Regions from separate parts of the Gossypium hirsutum genome. Here regions 1 and 2 are each linked to region 3. A link is a contact called in public Hi-C data. All regions are on one chromosome and are shown on one strand. Each heading gives the region's core, a stretch centred on a gene start, on an enhancer-like site or on the middle of the called end of the contact. The rest is flanking DNA. Distances are from core to core; before and after follow the strand shown.

Region 1 (2,700 bases), core at 7-2,506, 130 kb after region 3:
ATACTGGTCAAGGACCACAACATTGTCAAAATAGCCAATGTAAAATAAGCAGGCACCCAGCTATCTTGTTTCCAAACACAAGTATACTCCCCATTCGATTCTTTAGCCACAATTTTCCCATTAAACCTAGAAAACACCAAGAACACAACAATTGACGCATAATAAGCCAACAATCCAACGGTCAACAACGGTATCACCAAAAACAACCCTAAATTCCTCGAAAGCGCATCGGAAGCAACCCCGATAATCCTCACAGTCAACTCGATCCGATGCCAATTAGCCACAATGATCCAAACAATAACCCCAACTATTAACAAAATGAAAATAAGCACCAGAATTCTATAGACCAAAGGGAAAGCATCACTACAAGAAGAGCTCAAGGTACAAGCAACGAACCAATAAACATCAAAGAAAACCGGCATGATTATAAAGAAAGGAAGCAAGACATAAACGATCTGCTTGGTGTAGTGTTTGAGTAATAAAAGCAAAAGCAAACATATGGGTACACTTAAAACTGAAGTTATCACAAGGGTCCATACTAAATACGTCCAAAGACTGGAACTTGACAACGCAAAAAATGAAGTTTCAGAGACCCATAATTGACTTGATAAAAAGGAAGTATCTTGAACGCACGAAGTGGAATTGGAATCGTAGGTGAAGGCCGAAACGTTGGAGTAGTTGCCGTTTCGATGGAAGATTGAGAAAATACCGAAAGCGAAAGTGCAGAGGACGAAGAGAAGGAAGAGGATGAGGAAAGGGAGGTCTTTGAAAGGTCTGGGCCCGTAATTGAAAGAGATCTGGAGGGACTGAGTTGGGTCGGATTCGGAGGGGCCGGATTGAGGTGGTTCTTCGATTGGAGGAGATGGGTAGGCAGAGCCGGTGGTGGGTTTGAAGAGGAGAGGTTCGGTGGAGGAAGCGGCGTCGTATAGAGATGTGGGTTTGGAAGTGGTGGTATCTTCTTCCGTGCTGCCCATCGCAGCGACGAATCAAGGGACGGAGAAAACAAAACAACCGTGGGGAGAGACGTTTTATCTGATTAGCAAGAAGAAATTTTAGGACTTTGGCTTTCAATAATTATTGTTTTGTTCGTTTTAGTACTTTTTGGGGGGATTTATTTAATTTTAAATTTATTTGGGGGTTTTTGTTTGACTGTTTGTTCATGGAATGGAAGCCGAATTACTAAACTGAGAGCTGGAGAAGAAGATGAGTGGGTTTGGACCGTTTGGTCGTGGTGGAACGGAACTGTTGAAGTGCCACGTGGAACTATTCATTACTAAAATAAATATGAGATAAGTCCATTATTTTCGGGTGAACTATTACTTAAAAATGTCAAAGAAATATAGTTTTTTTTAAATAATTATAATTAAATTTCAATAATATATTTTTAATTATTAGAAAAACACTAAGTGAATTTAACAAGTGTACATAATGAAGTAGTTGGAGTTGATGACCACGATTCATGGTATCAAAAAGCAACAACAAAGGCGTTCAATCCATTTTTGTTTTTTCATCTTGTTAATTTTAGTATTAAAGTGGTAATTTATGACAGATTTTGTCACTCTTAGATCAATCCTTTTTTTCTTGTGATCTAAGGGAAAGATTATACCTACTTGGTGATTTACCATAACATAAAATTATCTTTACTTAATACATTATCAAATATATTATATTTTTTATTTCATTTATTTAACTCAAATATAAAATCTTATTATTTAAAGTATGAAAAATATTATTACACAAAATGTTATATTTTCTCAACTAAAAGTAGTACGACAAAATGTTATAGAGTAGACATGCTAAATTTTCTCAACTAATAATAATTAAGTTATCATTATCGGTTGTAAAGAATATAGTTTTATATATATTTGATTCTCTAATTTTATAAAAAAAATTATTTTAGTATTTTATTTAATTTTGACCTAATTGCATAAAATACCCTCAACGTTTATAGATTTTTAGGTTTGGGCCCTTAATCCCTTTTTTTATTGACATCCTCAATATTACGATTTTTTAAAAATTAGTCTAATTTTAACGGTAAACGTGAGTTAACCGTCAATCAAATGACAAGTTAACGAAATAACCTATGTGTCATGTCACATTAGCACAATGTTATAGATGACATCATCAAAACAATTTTCTTTCCCATATTCTTTCTTTCTCTCTTCCCTTCTCATTGTTGCTCCAATAAAACATTTTTTTCTCAACGTTTTCCCAAATTTTCTCTCTTTCCAAACACCCAAATTCAAATTGAAAATACATATTTCAAAAAATAAAGAATAGAAATTAATAAATTACAAAAGATGATTAAACTCACACAAAATTATTTTTGAAACAAACAAAGAAATGGCAGACTCAATCTTAAAAAAATGAAAAAGGAAACATTAACGTTGAAGTAGTAGAACAAGAAAAGTTTCATTGTCTTTCTCTGTTCAGTCTCTGTGATTAACTTGTGAGCTAACTGAATTTAACTCAAGAGAGAAAAAGAATGAATCAGGAAGCGTTTATTTATAGCTTCATTGCTCGAGGAACAACGATCTTGGCTGAATACACTGAGTTCACTAGGAATTTCCCAGCAATCGCAGCTTAGTGTTTGCAGAAACTCACTTCTTCCAACAACAAGTTTACTTACAATTGTGATCACCATTCCTTTAATTTTCTTGATGAAGATGATTATGGTAATTCCCAGAACTTTGATCTTTT
Region 2 (2,700 bases), core at 53-2,552, 230 kb after region 3:
TGATGGCTAGCAATAGCATGGCAAAATAATATAATACCCTAAAGTTTAAAAATCAATTTAAAATATAAATTATAATTCAGGGATATTTATGCAATTAACTCTTGTTTTATTTTCCACAAAAAATCAAAATTCCTTTTATTAAAAAAAGAAAAGAAAAAATTAATAACTTTCTTTTCTTTCTTTTTCACTTTTTTATTAGAAAAATTGTTGTGAACAGAAAATAATAAAAATCGAAACTTGGTCCTACCACCTTTTTTTTCTTTTCAAAGATGGCCCAATCAGTTTTTTTTCCTAATAACTTTTAATATTTTTAGGAATAAATTATACTAACAGTCACTCAACTTTGATCTTGATGACAAAACAGTCACTCAACTTTCAATTCGGTCACTATACTTTTAAAAAATAATAAATCGATCACCAACGTGTCATGTTGGACATGAGGAGCAGAAGGGTCTTCTTCTTCTAAAGCAGGCCCCTTCTTTCTTTTCCCCTCTTTTCTTCATTTTTTTTGTTTTTGTATTCTATATATAGAATAATCTCATTTGGTAGAATTTGATTTTGAAGTTTTATTTTACTCATTAAACTGTACCACCAAACCACGTCGATTATACTCGTTTTCTATTGAGCAAAGAGAAATAAAAAATAAAAAATCAAACAAAACAAAAATCAACAACAACCAAGAAAAATTAAATCCCAATTCCGAAATGGAACACTTCAATTTTAAGAAAGAAGTTAAATAATTAAAAGATAAATGAAACCCTTAATTTTTTTTTTCAAATGAGAAAGGAAATAAGAAGGTAAAAATAATTGTTTGATACAAAACAAAAAAGCAAATGAAAAAAATACAGCTTTGATGAAATTAAAGAATTAAAATTGGGGAAAAATAATAAAATAATATTTGGATTTCCCCTCTATTCTCTCTTCAACTTTATCTTCCTCTTTCTAGGGGTTTGTTAATAGTTGTATTGGTGTTTTTGGATGAAGGGATTGTTCTAAAGGGAAAAAATAGAGAGAAATATAACATAGAGAAATAAAGAAAGAAGTTGAAAAGAATTTTAATTTTTGATAATAGTCAAATTTTTATTAAGGTTGTTTAAATGACAGCATAGACTCTAAGGTGACCGATTAAATATCGCGTCAATTTTCCATTAATTCGTAATGGAAAATAGTTAGTAAAACTGATTTGTTATTTTCTGAATTGAATTAAAAGTTAAATGAATATTTTGTGATTTAAATCAAAGTTGAATTACTAATTTATTATTATTATTTAATTAACCGAAGTCTACGGATTCTACATATGGGTCCAAACTTTTACTCTTTAAATAACCAAGCAAGGCCGCAAGTCACAAATACAGGAAGGCTCTAAATTTCGAGCTCTGAAAACTTTAAAAATCCATCCCACACCTACCGTTCAAAGTGTAGTGGTTGTCGGCGAGATTTTTCTGATGGGGATTCGAGAAAGTCACACGTTCAGTGCCTGGAAATGGCTAGGCTTCGTATCTGCAGTATGGGTGCAGACCATTTCAGGCAATAATTACACTTTCTCAAACTACTCTGATGCCATCAAGACGCTTATGAACCTTACCCAGCTTCAGCTTAACAATTTGTCAGTGGCTAAAGATGTTGGTAAGGCTTTTGGTCTCCTTGCCGGTCTTGCCTCTGATCGTTTGCCCACTCCCGTCATCCTCCTTATTGGTGCCATTGAAGGCTTGATTGGGTATGGTGCTCAATGGCTTGTCGTCAGTCAGAAAATCCATCCACTTCCTTACTGGCAGATGTGTATATTTATGTGCTTGGGAGGCAACAGCACCACATGGATGAACACTGCCGTGTTAGTCACTTGCATCCGCAACTTCCGGCGAAACCGTGGTCCGGTCTCCGGAATCTTAAAAGGGTATGTCGGTCTCAGCACCGCTATCTTCACAGACTTATGCTCTGCCCTCTTCTCCGATGACCCAGCACGATTCCTCGTCATGCTTGCCGTAATCCCTTTTGCTGTTTGCCTTGTCGCCATCTTATTCCTCCGTGAAATCCCCCAATCTACTTCCGTCGCTGCGGAGAAGGAAGAAGCCCGCTATTTCGCAATATTCAACATAGTCGCCGTCGTCGTCGCTGTTTATCTTTTAACTTACGACCTCATCGGTTCAACCAATCAAGTGTTTTCGCTGGTTTTCGCGGTTATACTTCTTATTTTATTAGCTAGTCCGTTGGCGGTGCCGATATATGCTTTTGTAAAGAGTTGGCGCTTGGTCGGGTTCGAAGCTGACATGGAGCGACAACAACCGTTGCTGAAAGAGGAAACTACGTCGCCGCCGGCGGAGACAAAGGAGATCATTACCGAAGTGGCAGCAGCAGCTTCGGCGGATGACGCAACGGTGTTAGTGGAAAAGACAAAACCGGTGATAGGAGAGGAGCACACGATAATGGAGGCGATGCAGACATGGGACTTTTGGGTATTGTTCACATCGTTCCTTTGTGGGGTGGGAACAGGTATGGCGGTGATAAACAACATGGCACAGATCGGGTTAGCCTTGGGTCACGCCGACGTTTCTATATTCATTTCATTGACCAGTATTTGGGGCTTTTTTGGACGAATCATTTCCGGCTCTGTTTCCGAGTACTTTCTCAAGTAAGCTTCTTCCATTCCTTGCCCTTAACCTCAACTTGTTCTTTTTTTGTTGTTGCCAAAAACCTTAACTT
Region 3 (2,700 bases), core at 181-2,680:
ATAGTTGCTCCCTTGTTTGAACCACAACAAGAAGGTAAACCTAACTAAGGTTGAGATTGAATATAAAGCCACACAGTTTGTAGTTTATATTGCTTCAAGGGATGAGTCATATGGGAATGAATCAAAATTCAAATTTTTTTCAGAGAACAGAATGAGGTGTAAAATGTTAGCAAATAAAAAACCTTTCTTGTATAAGGATGTCAGGCAATGGAGAAGCACCAACACGGATTTTCCCCTCTCGTACTGGTGTCCTACAGAATACGAACTGTCAAGACACCATTGTCCGAAAATGGACACGGATGACTGGCGGCCGGCGAGCGGATGAAGAAGAAGAGGCATTCTGCTGATGAGTGATGAAGAAGAAGCAGTTGTGGCGGCTGAAAGGAAGGAAAAAGTTATAGAATCAGATCAGAGAAAAACTCACTTGGTGTGGCCGGTCCTCCAGTTTTTTTTGCAGCTACCTTCAGGAACAAAAGATTTGCTGGCAGCTTCTGTTTCATGTTGGGAGGGAGAGGGTGGAGGTGGCTTTCGGGTTGGGAGGGTAAAACAGGGCAGATGAAATCGAGAGCTGTAATGGGGAAGCAAAACTGAGCTTTTGGAAGGGAATAGAAAGCAGCAGATTTTAAGAATAGGGGCGTAATGTAATAAGCCCATAATAGGGCATTACACCCAACCAAACGACGGAATAGGTGGGGCCCATGGAATAGGGCTGTAATGGCATACCCATTACACCGAACCAAACAGCACGTTAAGCTGCCAAGGTTTATTGCAAAAGGGCTCCTGCTGGCAAGTTGGTTCGGGGGAAAGCATTTTAATCTCGGAGCATGCATGGATTCCAGGTTCAGTTAATTACAAATTATGTGATGACATGCAAAATAATGTTGTTTCCTTTATGGCGTAACTTATTGATAATATTACGAGGGATTGGAATAAGGAGATTGTGTTCAATACCTTCTCGTCTGGGGATGCAAAACGAATTCTACGGATACTATTGGCCAAGGTCCAACATGATGACTTTGTGGTGTGGCGGGGTGAACACTCGGGGAAGTTCTCGATCCGGAGTGCCTATAAACTATTACAAGTAGGTATTTTTGGGACTAATTTTAATGATTTACTGACCATTTCTAATGCTTTTTATAGGAAGCTCTACAGCCTTAAACTTCCCACTAAGATTAAGATTACAATCTGCAAAATTGCTAACAATTATATCCCTACATTTACAAATCTGAACCTTCAAACCTTGGTGATTAATACTGTCTGCCCTCGATGTACGGAGGGTACGGAAAATTGGGACCATGATTTTTGAAATTGCCTTGTATTACAAGTATGGTCACAATTAGGCCTTCGTTGGGTTTTAAACAGAGCAGATTTGGGCGGGTTTGAATAGCTTACCTAGGTGTTTAGGGAGAGTAATCATCATACTAGTAGGATGTTTGGAGGGGCACTATGGGCAATCTGGTTAGATAGAAACAAAACAGTTAATGAGAAACAGACAAAAACTGGACGGAAGATCGCAAATGATTTACTTTGCTGCTTAGTGGAAATTGATAAATCAGAGTTAGATGGGCCTACTAGAATGAGTGCGAATGATCAGTGGATTCCCACACATGGTGAACTTATCGAAGTTAATTTTGATGAGGCTTTTGACAAAGATTGTCTTCAATCTTGCTCTAGAAGAGTGGCAAGAAACGCTGGCGGTTGGGTTCTGGTCTCACGAACAATACTTCATGAAAATGTTGCGTCCGCTTTCGCTGTAGAGGCCCTTGCATGTTCTTGGGCAGTACAAACAAGTATGGAAAAGGGCTGGTCAGATCTTATCTTTGAAGGGGACTCGTTATCAGTTGTTAATAAATGTCGAATAAATTCCCTTAATAAGTCGGAAATTGGTGCTTATATAAGGAATATTCAACAAATTTCGAAAAAATTCCGGTGGGTTCGATTTCAACATGTGAACAGGAAAGCCAATCAACTTTCTCATATACTAACGGCATAATGTTTAAGAAGGAAGGAGCAAACTTACATGGAAGGTGGGGTTTCCAGATCTGGCAGACGGAGAATGGAAGATGACTAGCCGCGCGAACCAGATTGAAAGAGCTCTTGTGTTTAGGGGATGAAAGAATCGGGAACGATGGAAAAGAAATGGAAGAGGGTTTTTGGTTCTCTTGGAAGATGCAACCGCCTGGTCTTGAAATGTGGAAATGAATTGTTGGGCTTTTTTCATCATTGAATGTGGCTGGTCAGTCTTTTGGTCTGCTTTATTTATTTTACCTTAATTTGTTTTAGGACTGGTTGGTTTTGGGCATTGTGTTGTTGGGTCGGGTCATTTATGCTTTCTTTTTTGCTTTTAAGCCCGTGGATTTTGGGTCTTATTCAGTTTTGTTTTTTCTTTTGTATATTAATAAAATCTAGCCCATTTATTGATTAAAAAATTAATTTAATATACTTTTATTAATACATACACATGTTTATTTAAAATTATTTTTAATTTCCATTTAAAAATATTTGGGATAGTTTGTGTTTAAAAAATAAAATATATTGATTAAATAATTGTTGGGATAATTTCTGTTTTTAAAAAATAAAGTATATTGATAAAAAAAATTATTGTTAAATTTTGTGCAATTTTTTATATCCGATAGAAATTAAATTTTATACTTGTGAAAATTTGATCAATTTTTTAAATAGATAAGAAATTTTAAATTT

The links. A called contact is a pair of places that touch in the nucleus more often than the background predicts.
Region 1: a contact with region 3 is called in a Hi-C map of leaf, with 2.6 times the contacts expected there. The contact joins the promoter of LOC107922242 here to the promoter of LOC121213599 in region 3. A contact is called at or near these places in 6 of 34 Hi-C or Micro-C datasets (anther, callus, fibers and 1 more).
Region 2: a contact with region 3 is called in a Hi-C map of leaf, with 2.8 times the contacts expected there. The contact joins the promoter of LOC107922493 here to the promoter of LOC121213599 in region 3. A contact is called at or near these places in 9 of 34 Hi-C or Micro-C datasets (hypocotyl and leaf).

What each region holds. Positions count from the first base shown.
Region 1 is chrD01:54,863,368-54,866,067 of Gossypium_hirsutum_v2.1, reverse strand. It overlaps LOC107922242 (CTL-like protein DDB_G0288717), which reads right to left and starts at 1,256. Exons shown (of 3, transcript XM_016852162.2): 1 at 1-1,256. The coding sequence starts at 974.
Region 2 is chrD01:54,763,935-54,766,634 of Gossypium_hirsutum_v2.1, reverse strand. It overlaps LOC107922493 (protein NUCLEAR FUSION DEFECTIVE 4), which reads left to right and starts at 1,302. Exons shown (of 2, transcript XM_016852562.2): 1 at 1,302-2,629. The coding sequence starts at 1,446.
Region 3 is chrD01:54,995,842-54,998,541 of Gossypium_hirsutum_v2.1, reverse strand. LOC121213599 reads left to right here and starts at 1,430. Exons shown (of 1, transcript XM_041086395.1): 1 at 1,430-1,993. The coding sequence starts at 1,430. The coding sequence ends at 1,993. It overlaps LOC107922436 (histidine biosynthesis bifunctional protein hisIE, chloroplastic), which reads right to left and starts at 2,230. Exons shown (of 6, transcript XM_041087435.1): 1 at 2,021-2,230.